Regions from separate parts of the Mus musculus genome. Here regions 2 and 3 are each linked to region 1. Evidence: chromatin contacts called from public Hi-C and HiChIP or PLAC-seq data. All regions are on one chromosome and are shown on one strand. Each heading gives the region's core, a stretch centred on a gene start, on an enhancer-like site or on the middle of the called end of the contact. The rest is flanking DNA. Distances are from core to core; before and after follow the strand shown.

Region 1 (3,898 bases), core at 254-2,753:
ACTTTAAGAGCATATATTGGAGGAAGTCATAAATTAGCGCTGCTCTCACCTCGGTTAGAGGAGCTCCTTTTGCAGTGGGCAGCAGTCAGTGCCAAGACTTATAACTGGTCAAAGTGCTAAGAGTAAGTGACTGCCAAGTTCTCAACCCCGAATGGTTGATCTATATCACCCCTCAGAAAAGGGGGCTCTAGATGACCCCTCAGAAGAAGGAGTGAAAAGAATGTAAGGTGGGGAGGAGAGCTGTGAAATGCTGATCCCTGGACATGACAAGACTGCTGCATGGGTGATCTCTAGACATGACATGGCTACTGCATGCGTGTCTCTGGACATGACAGGACTGCTGCATGCATGAACTCACAGCACTTCCAGTTACATAAGTTACCTACTGTGCAAAGCCAGACAATAATTCCAGCATGGGAGGGGAAGGTCACACAAGGCTCTAATCATAGTGGAGGAGTCATTGGCATCTGATTAGCTGGAGGAAAGGGTGGGTCATTTTTCTTCAGGGGTATGGCCACTGGGTGGTTGTACATGCTTATGTAGCCAGCACTAATTAAATCCAATAAGTCATTAAAAAGTAAATTTAAAACAAAGAGCATGGAGGTGGGAGGCCCATTTTAGGGGGGTCCAGGAGAATTAAAGGAGGGGGTTGGGATGATATAATCTGTATTCTATATACGTGACTATATGTATGAAATTGTCAACAGATAAATTCAAATCTTTTAAATATAGGGGCAAGTAATTAAACTGCCAGATTGAGAAATATTCACTGAATCTAAATGAAAGAGATACAGGAATAATTGAGCAGGAAAAGCCTGAGGTAAATAGAAAACCAAAAGTACAATGTCAGAGGGGAGGCTGACAACCATCACCCCGTCCAGAACAGATGAAAACACCACTGATCCTGTCAGATCACAGTGGAGATGACAATGGCCTTCTTCCTGGTAATGTCACAGCCACTGTGTCATTGTAAAGTGACACGTTCTTCTTGTGTTTGGGCAATGCTGGTGTAAGCAGACCTATGGTGCTTCATCTTCTAGAAACCCAGTGTATTCAATAACATGTACACAATACTCGATAAGACACAGCCATGTTTCTGACTGTGCAGTAAGTGTAATATATGTCATATGACTGGTGGGTATGTTTGTGAGTGCTCTCTCTCTCCCCCGTCTCTGTCTCTCTGTGTCTCTGTCTCTCTGCCTCTCTCCTCTCTCTGTCTCGCTTCCCTCTGTCTCCCTCATATGCACACTTGTGTGTGAATACAGGTGCATGTCATAGACTGACTGTCAAACTTTTAACAGTGTCAAGAGGGCTAGTCATTTGCCTGTGCCACCTAGCAAGTCCCCAGCAAAGCTGGGACCAGATGACTTTCCCATCCCCTCAGTGCAAAGCACCTTCAGCCACAATGCCAGATGTATCAACAAAGGAGGCTCCTTGGTTCCTGTGAGCATGTTTGTTACAAATGGAATGCTGTGCTCTGGGCCGAGGCTTAGGAAGTGGCTCTGTGACTCATGAGACCTGAACAGGCTGCCTCGAGGACACCAAAACAGGAGATGCTCTGAGAGACGCATAGCTAGAAGTTGAGCTGGCATTTGATGAGATGCCAGGGACTTAGGCAAGAATTCCTGCACACCCAATCTGGGGCACCCCTCCCAGAGGGATGGACTGGCAGGCGCCAGCAGGGCCCAATGATGTATACTTCAGTGCAACAGCAAAATCTGCAGGGGTCCTAGGCAGATGTGAGCCCAGTGTCCTGGGGAAGCCCTCGCCCTCATTCCCACAGGGCCTCTGGTGCCCCCAGGTACCTGCCAGTTTGTGTGGCCGAGCATATCCCCTTCTTACAGATGATGGTGATCAAGGCTCCTGCCCAGGGTTTTGGAGATGAACAAAATGAAATCAGACATAAAAGCCCAAGTAGGATGCTGAGCACAGCTGACTACTTCAGGGACCTCAAGCACACAGCAGCCCCAAAACTCAGAGACAGGCACTTGACTAGGTCCATCCAAGACCACAGCTTCCAAGGCTGGCTTAGGGGGAGCCAAAGACAGAACACCCAGAACTTTTGGCTTTTCCTAGATCAAGAGCAAGATGAAGAACCTGGGAAGTAATCTGCCCCTGGTCTGAGAGTCTGGGAAACACTCCTATTTCTGGTAAACACAGCATGGCTCTGGAAAACACTCCCTTTTTCTGGTGAACACAGCATGGCTCAAGCTCCGCCACATGTAATAATTTCCGAACCTTCATAAAGCCTTTGTCTTATTTAAAAATCCTCTTTTTTTTCTTCTTCTTCCTAATTACTCAAAATTATTCAATTTTGAATTCAAAATTACCCTTCATAATTATCTACTAACATGTCCTTTCTTCCGTAATTCAAAGTCCCTTTTAAAAATAAGTAGGGACTGTGGGACCAGAGAGAGATACTTAGGGGTTAAGAGCAAGTATCGTTCAGTTCCCAGCACCCACCCATGGCAGCTCACAACCATCTATAATTCCAGTCCCAGGTAATCTAGTGCCCAATTCTGCCCTCCACAGCCACCATGCATGCACATGGTACACATCCATATGCAAATAGTCACACACATAAAATAAAACCTTTTTGCTAGAGTAGACACTATGCCTGTCGGATCCTCTGCTGTATCCCCAATGCCTGGCACACAGCAGGGTTCGGTGAATCTTTGCTGACCCACATCTTCCCAAGCCTGCTTCCTTCCCTGTAGCTGTGGACATAGTACAAGAACCTGGACTGAGTAGTATGCCCCAGGAGGACCAGTATTTCCACATGGTGTTTCTTTGTCAGTCTTAATGAGCTTTAGAGCTAGGGACACCCACTAGAGACAGAGACCATTACGCTATGGCCTCATAAATACTGAGTCCCAACACGGAGGAGCAAATGTGGAACCTGAGACTGCCACTTTGAGCCTGTCCAGGACAAACAGAAAGCTGTTCAGCAGCAAAGGGGGTGGGTGTGGTGCTGCCCCCTGTAGGTGAATAGGTGTAATGTCAGCTCCTGTTAATTCTAATACTCTTAAGATGATGAGTCTCCTCTTAGGATCAGAAAAATAAACACGTTGTTCCAAGCATCCCCTCAACTATAGGCAGCAGGGAAGACTTTGAACACAGTTTTCAAAGCACTCGAATCCTAGACTCCAGCTCCTTCCACCTTTGCAGTCCTGACACTATATCTGCTCTGGGAGGGATAGTGTACCCAAATCCTTATTATGAAGCTGAAGTATCTTCTACCTTCAGATTGAAGTGGAGATGGAGCCTCTGAGGAGGAGATTAGTGTGGAAAAGATCATGAGGTGCAGTTCCTACCTAGCAGAACTAGTGCTCTTTTAAAATGTGGTTCTGAGGGCTGGGTCGTGGGTCAATATAGAAAGCGCTTACCCTGAATGCATAAGGAGCTGAAATTAGATCCTGCCCCCTCCCATATAAAAAGCCAGGGATAGTGGCATGAACCTGTAATCCCAGCACTGGAGCGGCAGAAAATCTAGAGCAGTGGCTCTCAATCTTCCTAATGCTATGACACTTTAATACAGTTTCTCACGTTGTGCTCACACACGCACACACACACGCACACGCACACACACACACACTGTACTTCTCTCTGTCCATAGCGTGAACACACATTAAGAAGGTGGCATCTGGGATCCAGAAGGAGTCTTCATCAGAATTCAGACACATTAGTACCCTGGTCTCAAACTTCCAACTAGTATGTAAACCTCTCATATTATTATGACAGCCTAGGCTGACTAGCACAAAAAACATTCCAAAAACCAAATAGTTCAGTGTTGCGTGAACAAGCTCTCTACTCAGATGGAAAACCCCCTTTCCCTATTCCTCAGTCTTTTAGAAAGAGAGAAAAAAAAGAAGAAGCCTTAATATCTCCCAAGGACATC
Region 2 (4,061 bases), core at 933-3,432, 160 kb before region 1:
TACTCTGAGTACCTACATTTATTAAAGAAATGGATTTTATAGTTAGAGTTAAAGGATCAGGTGGTTTTATTGACAAATTCTAGCAAACATTAGACATAACAAAAAAGTCAATTCTATTTTATCTCTCACAGACATGTGACAGGGAGGAACATCCTCCATTTGTTTTATGAGGCCAGCTTTACCGTGATATTGAAACCAGACAAAGCCATTCAGTGAAAACAACCCTGCAGATGAGCATCATTACCAACATACAGAGCTATCAGCAAGACATGAGCAAACCAAATTCAGTGATACGTTAATAGGATAATACAGCATGGCTCTAGGAGGCTTCTCCCAGGAATGGGAAACTGACTGAACAGTTAAAAGAAACGAGAGTAAGTCACTGTACTAACGAACTAAAGGAGACAAAGCTATAGGTTGATCTCTAAAGATGAGGAAGAAGAATCTACAAAATCCAACAATCACTTTGTATAAGTGCTCTTAGATAAGGTATCCAGGAGAAGATTCTTAGCATCCCACTTGATGCTAAGTGTTACTGAGTCCCCACCTCCAGTCTTGAAGCTTGGCAGTAGTCATCTTTACCCTCTGAGCCACTTTTCTAGTTCTGGAAATATTTTTTAACTTACTTTTTCCTCTGCCAAATCATAACTTAAAATATTAATTCTGTATTTTATACACACACACACACACACACACACACACACAAGTACTTCTATCATATTCACCTCTCTAATTCCCCCTTCTTCTCAGCACACCCCCCTTTTAATGACCCTCTGAGTTTAATGGCTGCTTGCCCATGTAAGGATTTGGAGCTAGATGCTAGAGTTTGGGTAACTTACCAGCTGGAGAAAAGTGACTCCAGCAGCAGTCACCCACCTATAACTCCTCACGGGAGGTGGAGCCTGGTGAGCCACTCCCCTGTCTTTGCTGGAGTTTTGACTGGCTTGGACTTGTGTAGGTCTTGGGCAGGTAGCCAGAGCTGCTGTGTGATGGTGAGTGTGGCCGCCATGACACATCCTGGAGACCGCTTTCCCTGGCCCTCTTCCCATCCTGTGGTCCACGATGCTCCCTGAGTGTCAGGAGACCATCTTCTAGTTACCTGTGTCCTCTGAATATATCATACTCTTTTGCTGTGTATGGCTTGTGATGGTTTTGGCTTGAGTCTTATAGTGGGTGACACTTAGGAACATCAGAGTTATTTCTTCCTGGGAAATTAAAAATTAAAAATCAAGCCCGGTGGTGGTGACACGTGCCTTTAATCCCACACTCGGGAGGCAGAGGCAGTGACTCTCTTGAGTTTGAGGCCAGCCTGGTCTACAAAGAGAGTTCCAGGATAGCCAGGGCTACACACAGAGAAACCTGTCTTGAAGAATAAACAAACAAACAAACAAACAAAAAGAAAGAAAGAAAGAAAGAAAATAAATCCCAAAGTATGTGTATGTGTGTGTACATATATGTGGGCATGTACATGTGAATGCTGGTGCCTTCAGAGGCCAGAGATAACAAATCCCTGGAGCCGGGAGTCATAGGTGGCTGTGACCCACCATGTGGATTCTGGGAACTGAACTTGGGTCCTTAGAAAAGAAAAGCAACTGTTCTTAACTGCTGAGCCACCTCTGCAGCTCCACAGACATAATTTTACTTTTCTGTCTCTGTGCTAAGGATCGGCTCTTTCCCTGCAAAGGACAGGGTGCCTCTGTCTACCCTGGCTCCTGTGGGTGCTGTCCAGAGCACTCTGGGGGCAGGTCCTCCCTTGCCTACATGGTATATGGTGGTTGTTTTGAACTAAGAGCTGAACTTGATTATGAACCATGCTTACCTTCCAAGCCATCCCCTGAAAGCTCAGCTTTATGGGACAGACTCTGCAGGAGCAATCACTGTGTAGGTGGGGGACATATTCCAATGTCTCCCACACAGCCAGCCTTTCAGTTGTTTGGGTTTTTTTTGTTGTTGTTGTTGTTCTTTTGTTTTGTTTTTTTTTTTACCACCATTATAATCTTCTGACTCAAACCTATCTGATGCACATTAAGCCTTTGAAATTAGGAGTCACATTGATGTTCAAACTCATCACTGGCCAATAGGTGACTTTTCAGGCTCACGCTGCGGTACTGCCTGGCCCCAGTTTTCCCTGATAACTTCCGGGCCTCTGGAATGGCAAGACGCTCCATCCTGCCTGGAAACCACTCTCTAAGGATTCCTGACTCACGAAGATAGGAATTAGTACTTAGGACCACAATCTTGTGCTGGGTGCTTATTACTCTGGGATTAGTCATTGTTTTCAGTGGGAAGAGCTAGCAAATTACAGACCCGCACAGTTTTTGTTAAACTCGTGGATCTTACATCTGCCCCTCCTCATTCTATTCCAAAGAACGCAAGATCTACTGACTGCCTCTTAACCATACCCCATCCTTTATTCTGCAAAACCCCACATAGGTTCCATAATAGTTCGAGAACCGTACTTACTGCCAACAATGAAAAGCAAAAGGTTTGCACTTATTTTTTTCCTTTCAAAGAGGGCAGCTAGCTCCTTTGTTCAGAGGTTCTACCCCACTAGGTGGGTGGCTAAGACTGCTTTTTAAAACCGGATGGGTTACTGCCTGGCCCAAGGAGAGGCCACACCCCAGGAACAGTGAAGTTTGTAGGTTCCATTCTCCTGTTGATGTGAAAGGAATGCTCTTTGAAGCTTAGTGCTACTTTAAAAGATGTAAAATATTGCTATCAAAGCTATAAAACAGCCACCTTCAAGGACTTCTAACTTTGTTTTCACTTCCCCTCAGCTCTCCTGTAAGTAACAATAGTTAATATTTTATTACTTTCCTTTAATTTGAAAAAAAAATTGTAAGTACAGGGTGCTGGAGAAATGGCTGCGGTCATGAATGCTTGCTGCTAAATTGTACGCCTTGGATATGAGCACTCACATCACGTGGTTCACAAACACCTGTAACCCTGCTCCACAGAGACTCAGGCATCCGCACACACAATGTGCGTCCATACCCACAGATTCACAGACACGTGTACACACACATCATTAAATGAATGAATTAATGAATGAGCACCCGCTTTCCTTTCTTAGATCAACTGTCTCCTTGCTTATTAACAATAAATGCCCACATGTGGGGTACAGAGCCCATACTAAGGCATGTCACAGCTCAGCATCAGTTTGTGCTCTTTCTGAAACTGCCACCCATTTTATTAGATCAGTGTTTGAGTCTCTTCCACTATGACAGGGCTGTGATGGTGACATTGGGAGTTTGTCTTGCCTTTGAGGGAAAACCTATCCCTCAGATTTATTTACAAATTTTGTTTGTTTATGTACGTGTTTGTTTAATTACTTTAGACAGGATCTCAAGAAACCCAGGCTGGCTTTGAACTTTCTACATAGGTGAGTCAAACTTTGAACTCCAGTTTCTTCTACCTCCACCTCTGCGGTTCTGAGACACCCCACCTACCTGACTTTTCTACTTTTTCATGTGTAAATGTAAATGTACTTGAGTTAATCTTTCATTCATTTTTTTTTTCTGGATTTTGAGCTACTGCTTTTCTGTTGTTTGTGCGACCGTTTGAGTGAGAAATGTTGCCCACAGGCTCAGATATTTGAACACTTGGTTATCCTCTTTGGGGAGTTTTCGGCGGTGCAGCGTTACTGAAGGAAGTGCGTCACCAGGGACGGGCTTTGGGAGTTTAAATCTCAGGGCACGTCCTATTCTTTTTCTCTGGTTTGTGTTTGTAGTTCAAGACAAGTTCTCTGAGCTTCCACTTCCTTGTGCCACGCCCACTGTTTGCTGCCACCTCACACAGTTGGCATTTTGTGATTTTCTTCCTGACAAGCTCGCACTATATAGCCCAGGCTACTCTTGACTCTACTACACTGCCTCAGCCTCTCAACTGTGGGGATTATGGGTGTGCGCACCTCACAAGGCTGAGGCATTGCTAAGAAAGCTTCCAGGTTTGGACTTTACCTATGTTTTGTTCTATGAAGACTTTTGTGTGTATATATATTTTGGAGAAGTGAACCCAGTCTTGTATTAGTCTAATGTTTATGCATATATAATCATTTCACT
Region 3 (3,999 bases), core at 1,187-3,686, 180 kb before region 1:
CGATATTTTCCTAAGCGAGAGGATCTGGCATAGGGTTGGTGATGGCACTCAAAAGCCTGTTATCACAAAATAATTCTATCTCGCTTCCCTAAAGTCAGCATCTCACTCTCTCCAGCTGTGCCCAGCTGTGCTGGAGATGCTGCGGCCACTGGGCAGCAGCCCCCCTCCCCCATCCCCGTGCAGCTCTAGAGAGAGTGTTTGAAAATTGGATTCATTTTTGTGCTAATGGTTGAAATGATGCCCTGGGAATGTTGAACATATTATAGTGATTGCTTATTCTCCCACAGATGTGGAAGTCCATTACTGAAAAAAAAACATACATGTTTTTAATTCCCTTCATTGCCTGTCTGAGGGCTTCTTCCTTGTCTGGACAGTTTGTTTAAAGAGAAATTGTGTTGGGGCGATAATGAGAGACAGGATGGACAAGGCTAGGGAATTCTAACAATCCAAAGAAGAGCTGGAGAGGTAACACAAGAGAAATAAAACAAACCTGGTGCCAGCATTAGTCTGACGGCTGTGTCTACAGATCCCATTTCAGGGGTACATCATGCAAGGGGAGGTACCATTTTTTAAGGTATGGAGCCTGACATAGTGACTCAAACTTGTAATTCCAGCCCTGGGTAGCTAAAGGCCAGGAGGATCACATGAATTCTAGGCTAGCCTGGATTACACAAGTTGGCTATATGCTAGCCTGAGGTACAAGTGTGAGAACCTCTCACAAAGTCAAGGCAATGTCAGTGAGATGGTTCAACAGGTAAAGACCCTTGTGCAAGACTGGTAACCTGAATGGAACCCCCAGGATCCACAAAGATGTGGGAGGAGAGAACTCACTCCGTAGAGTTGTCCTGTGACCTCTGACCCTGTGATGTGGTATACACACACCTGCACACACATATAACTAACTAACTAACTAACTAACTAACTAACTAACTAAATAAATAAATAAATAAATAAATAAATAAATGTAACTCAGAAAGCCTATAACTTCTTTAGAACAAAAGGAAAAAATAGAGATCTTTCAACACAACACTTCCCATCCTTTGAATACTTTATGTAAGCTGCATAGAGCAAGCAATAGCCTTAATTCACACTTAATATTCTATCCCCTCTTTGTAGTTGCTGAGAACTTTCTTCTGTACAAAGTTCTGGGTTCTGGGTAGGCTAGCTGCAGTCAAGGTTAAGATATTTTCGACTTCATTAAGAGAGATGAAGAGTATCTTCAGAAAAGGAGTTTAAATTTGCATTTAGACAATATCCTCAGGCTAGACATGACTCAGCAGAGCTGGGACTCCTTGGGGGAAATGCTTTGAGCTTAAACAAGCTCCAACTTCCATCTGAGAGTTTGAGTTTAGCAAAGATGACCCAAGAGTCCAAAGACATTATTCATTGTAAGTGTGGACACAAGCCAACAAGATACAGCAGTCTCTTGCCACACTTGTGACATCTTAACTGACAGCCACCGAAAATCTAGATTCACAGACCCATCAGCTCTTCTGAAAATGCACCTCTTGCTTCTTAACATAGAGCTGTTCTGTTATTTTTGGTGGACATCTCTATTGGCTTCAGCCTGGAGACACACACACGCACACACACACACATGCACACACACACACACACACACACACACACACACACACACACACACAGAGAGAGAGAGAAGAGAGAGAGAGAGAGAGAGAGAGAGAGAGAGGAGAGAGAGAGAGACAGGCAGACAGAGACAGAGACAGAGAGACAGACAGAGACAGAGACAGAAAGGAGAGAAGAAGGTATGCTTAGATGACCAAGCTATAAAGCCCAGGACAGTTTTACTTCCTAAAGTTTCTATAACCTCTCCAAACAGTGCCACCAACTGTGGATCAATTGTTCAAACATATAAGCCTGTGAGAAGCATCTATCACTCAAACCACAACATACAAGTATGTTTTCAGTCATAAAAACTGGCTTTCCATTGCATCTCTTGGGGTTGGTATGTTTGGGTTCTTGTTAGCAGTAACTACAAGGGTCTTAGGTCTACCAAGTGGGAGTCAGACTCTGGCACCTGGCTCTGAGATTGGTGGTACCAAGATGCCTGTTCTGTGTTCTGCTCATATTAGGACATCACTCTCTTCATGTGGCTCTGTCTTAGGCTGCATTACGGTCTAATGCTCTATGATGCACAACATATAACAATTCTTTTTTCTTCTAGGAGTAAGTGTCTGAATGTTAAGTCTTCAAAAGTTTCCTGTTAAAAAGCCCCTGGCTGGTCCCAACTTCGGAGACATCTGAGTTTCTCTGTTTCTCCTCCATTAGCCAGCCCAGAGAGTTCTTTTCCCTTCAAGGGCATGCAATCTTGAACAATGTAGGTAGAGTTAGTTGGTAGCAGGAAGAAGCCCTGTTTGAAGGCGACTTCTAATTGAGGGATAAACAAAGTGATGACTCAGAGAAAGATTTGATGGAATGAGTCAGAGACAGGATACACCCAATTCCCATGAGAACAGACAGGAAAGAGAGCAGGCAGGGGGTGGTGGTGGGGGGGGAGGAGGCAGTTTTTTACCAGGACAGTTTTACAGACAGGTTGCAGAGAGAACAAGCTAGACACAGGGAAAGCAGACTGAGCAGAGAATAAGGATCCAGGAGGTTAGGACAGATTGCCAAAGTTAGTTTGAGGCCAAGCAGAACAATTCCTCGAGAAGCTGAGAAGTCAGATAGAATTCGTCAGCTTGGAGACCTGCACTTTTTCCACCATAAAATGTAATGTCCACGCATCCTGGGAACTATGATTGATGTCGAGTGATTCAGGGTAGTCTGTTGTTTTAGATGCTCTTCTGCATGTCTGTAAAACTTAGATTTGTCCATGAAGATGTAGGCAGGGTCAGAAAAAGTGCAGGGAAGGTCATGGAGGCTTTGTGTTTTGAGAAGGTGTGAAGGTCAGCTTTCTTTGTATTTATTTAATATTTATTCTTATTTATGCATACATGCATATGTGTGTACCTGCAGAGGCCAGAAGAGGTTGTTTGAACCCCTGGAACTAAAGATACTGAACTCCTTACAGGGGTGCTGCGATCAAACTTAAGTCTTGCGGAAGAGCTATTCATGCCTTTAACCACTGAGCCATCTCTCCAGCCCCTGATGTTCATTTTTGTCAGTTTGACACAACCTAGAATCATTGGGAAGAGAGTCTTAGCGAGGAATTATCACATTGGATTGGCCTGTAGGTATGTCTGTAGGGGAATGACTTAATTAAGCTAATTGATGTAGAAAGACTCGGCCTACAGGGGTTGCTGAACTGTGTCAGAGTGGATGAATTGTCTGTGTGCATGCAAGCAAGTTAGCAGGTACCTGTGGGGTTCTCTCTCTGCTCTTGACTGTGTGTGGATGTAATGTGACCAGCTGCTTCAAGCTCCTGTTGGGTTGACTTCACTGCAGTGATGGACTTTTAAATACCAGCAACAGGAGTGAAATCTGGAGAGAAGGGCTTTTTATCACATTGCCTAGGCTGATTTCAGATTCCCAGGTGTGACTGAGCCTCCTGCCTTGTCCTCTTGAGTTGCAGGTATGCCCTGTGAGGCCCGGTGATGTGAAATATTGTCACAAATCCAATGTGACAGTACTGAGGATGACAGCTGGAAGAGCCTGACTTTACAGTGAGACTATGTGCAAACATTGCCAGCCACCAGCTCTAGGCTCTCAGGCAATTACTTTACAAACTTCTAATTCTTTCTTTATTAGCCAAGATACTGGCTAATATTTTTATTAGCTTTATTAGTGGCAAGGTAGCTCCATCAAGCCAGGTATGGTAGCACATGCCTTTAATCCCAGTGCTTGGGACACAGAGGCAAGTGAATCTCTGAATTTGAGGCCAGTCTAGTCTACAGAATGAGTTCCAGGACCACATACACACATACAAACCTGTCTTGAGAAAAAACAAAACAAAATAAAACAAAAATATGGCTCAGGAAACGAAATATTTGCTAAATAAGCATGAAGACCTGGGCTCCATCCCCAGCAGCCACCCACCCA

Evidence for each region. HiChIP or PLAC-seq counts read pairs in DNA pulled down with a chosen protein or histone mark. A called contact is a pair of places that touch in the nucleus more often than the background predicts.
Region 2: a contact with region 1 is called in a CTCF HiChIP or PLAC-seq map of the NIH/3T3 cell line, with 11 read pairs. The contact joins two enhancer-like sites. A contact is called at or near these places in 2 of 15 datasets of contacts at CTCF or cohesin (the NIH/3T3 cell line and large pre-B cells), 8 of 484 Hi-C or Micro-C datasets (the G1E-ER4 cell line, Th1 cells, embryonic retina and 5 more) and 4 of 115 datasets of contacts at active chromatin or transcription factors (VIP interneurons, embryonic stem cells, epiblast stem cells and 1 more).
Region 3: a contact with region 1 is called in a Hi-C map of the C2C12 cell line, with 2.9 times the contacts expected there. The contact joins two enhancer-like sites. A contact is called at or near these places in 2 of 15 datasets of contacts at CTCF or cohesin (embryonic stem cells and large pre-B cells), 33 of 484 Hi-C or Micro-C datasets (the 63-12 cell line, the C2C12 cell line, CD4 T cells and 20 more), 11 of 115 datasets of contacts at active chromatin or transcription factors (the NIH/3T3 cell line, T-cell acute lymphoblastic leukemia, Th17 cells and 8 more) and 1 of 9 other capture datasets (embryonic stem cells).

Annotation. Positions count from the first base shown.
Region 1 is chr12:17,219,263-17,223,160 of GRCm38.p6, forward strand. All of the region lies in intron 2 of Gm36568 (a long non-coding RNA gene), which reads right to left. Among named protein-coding and RNA genes, the nearest start is that of Gm36568, 6.8 kb to the right of the region's middle. Within about 2 kb of position 1,504, at least 53 of the 459 cell types and tissues checked have an H3K27ac peak or open chromatin away from gene starts, as enhancers often do. A contact at or near this core is called in the C2C12 cell line, the HL-1 cell line, the NIH/3T3 cell line and 5 more, where this site is marked.
Region 2 is chr12:17,055,004-17,059,064 of GRCm38.p6, forward strand. No RefSeq gene overlaps it. Among named protein-coding and RNA genes, the nearest start is that of 2410004P03Rik, 45 kb to the left of the region's middle. Within about 2 kb of position 2,183, at least 14 of the 459 cell types and tissues checked have an H3K27ac peak or open chromatin away from gene starts, as enhancers often do. A contact at or near this core is called in the NIH/3T3 cell line and pancreatic cancer cells, where this site is marked.
Region 3 is chr12:17,038,310-17,042,308 of GRCm38.p6, forward strand. No RefSeq gene overlaps it. Among named protein-coding and RNA genes, the nearest start is that of 2410004P03Rik, 29 kb to the left of the region's middle. Within about 2 kb of position 2,437, at least 34 of the 459 cell types and tissues checked have an H3K27ac peak or open chromatin away from gene starts, as enhancers often do. A contact at or near this core is called in the C2C12 cell line, the HL-1 cell line, the NIH/3T3 cell line and 5 more, where this site is marked.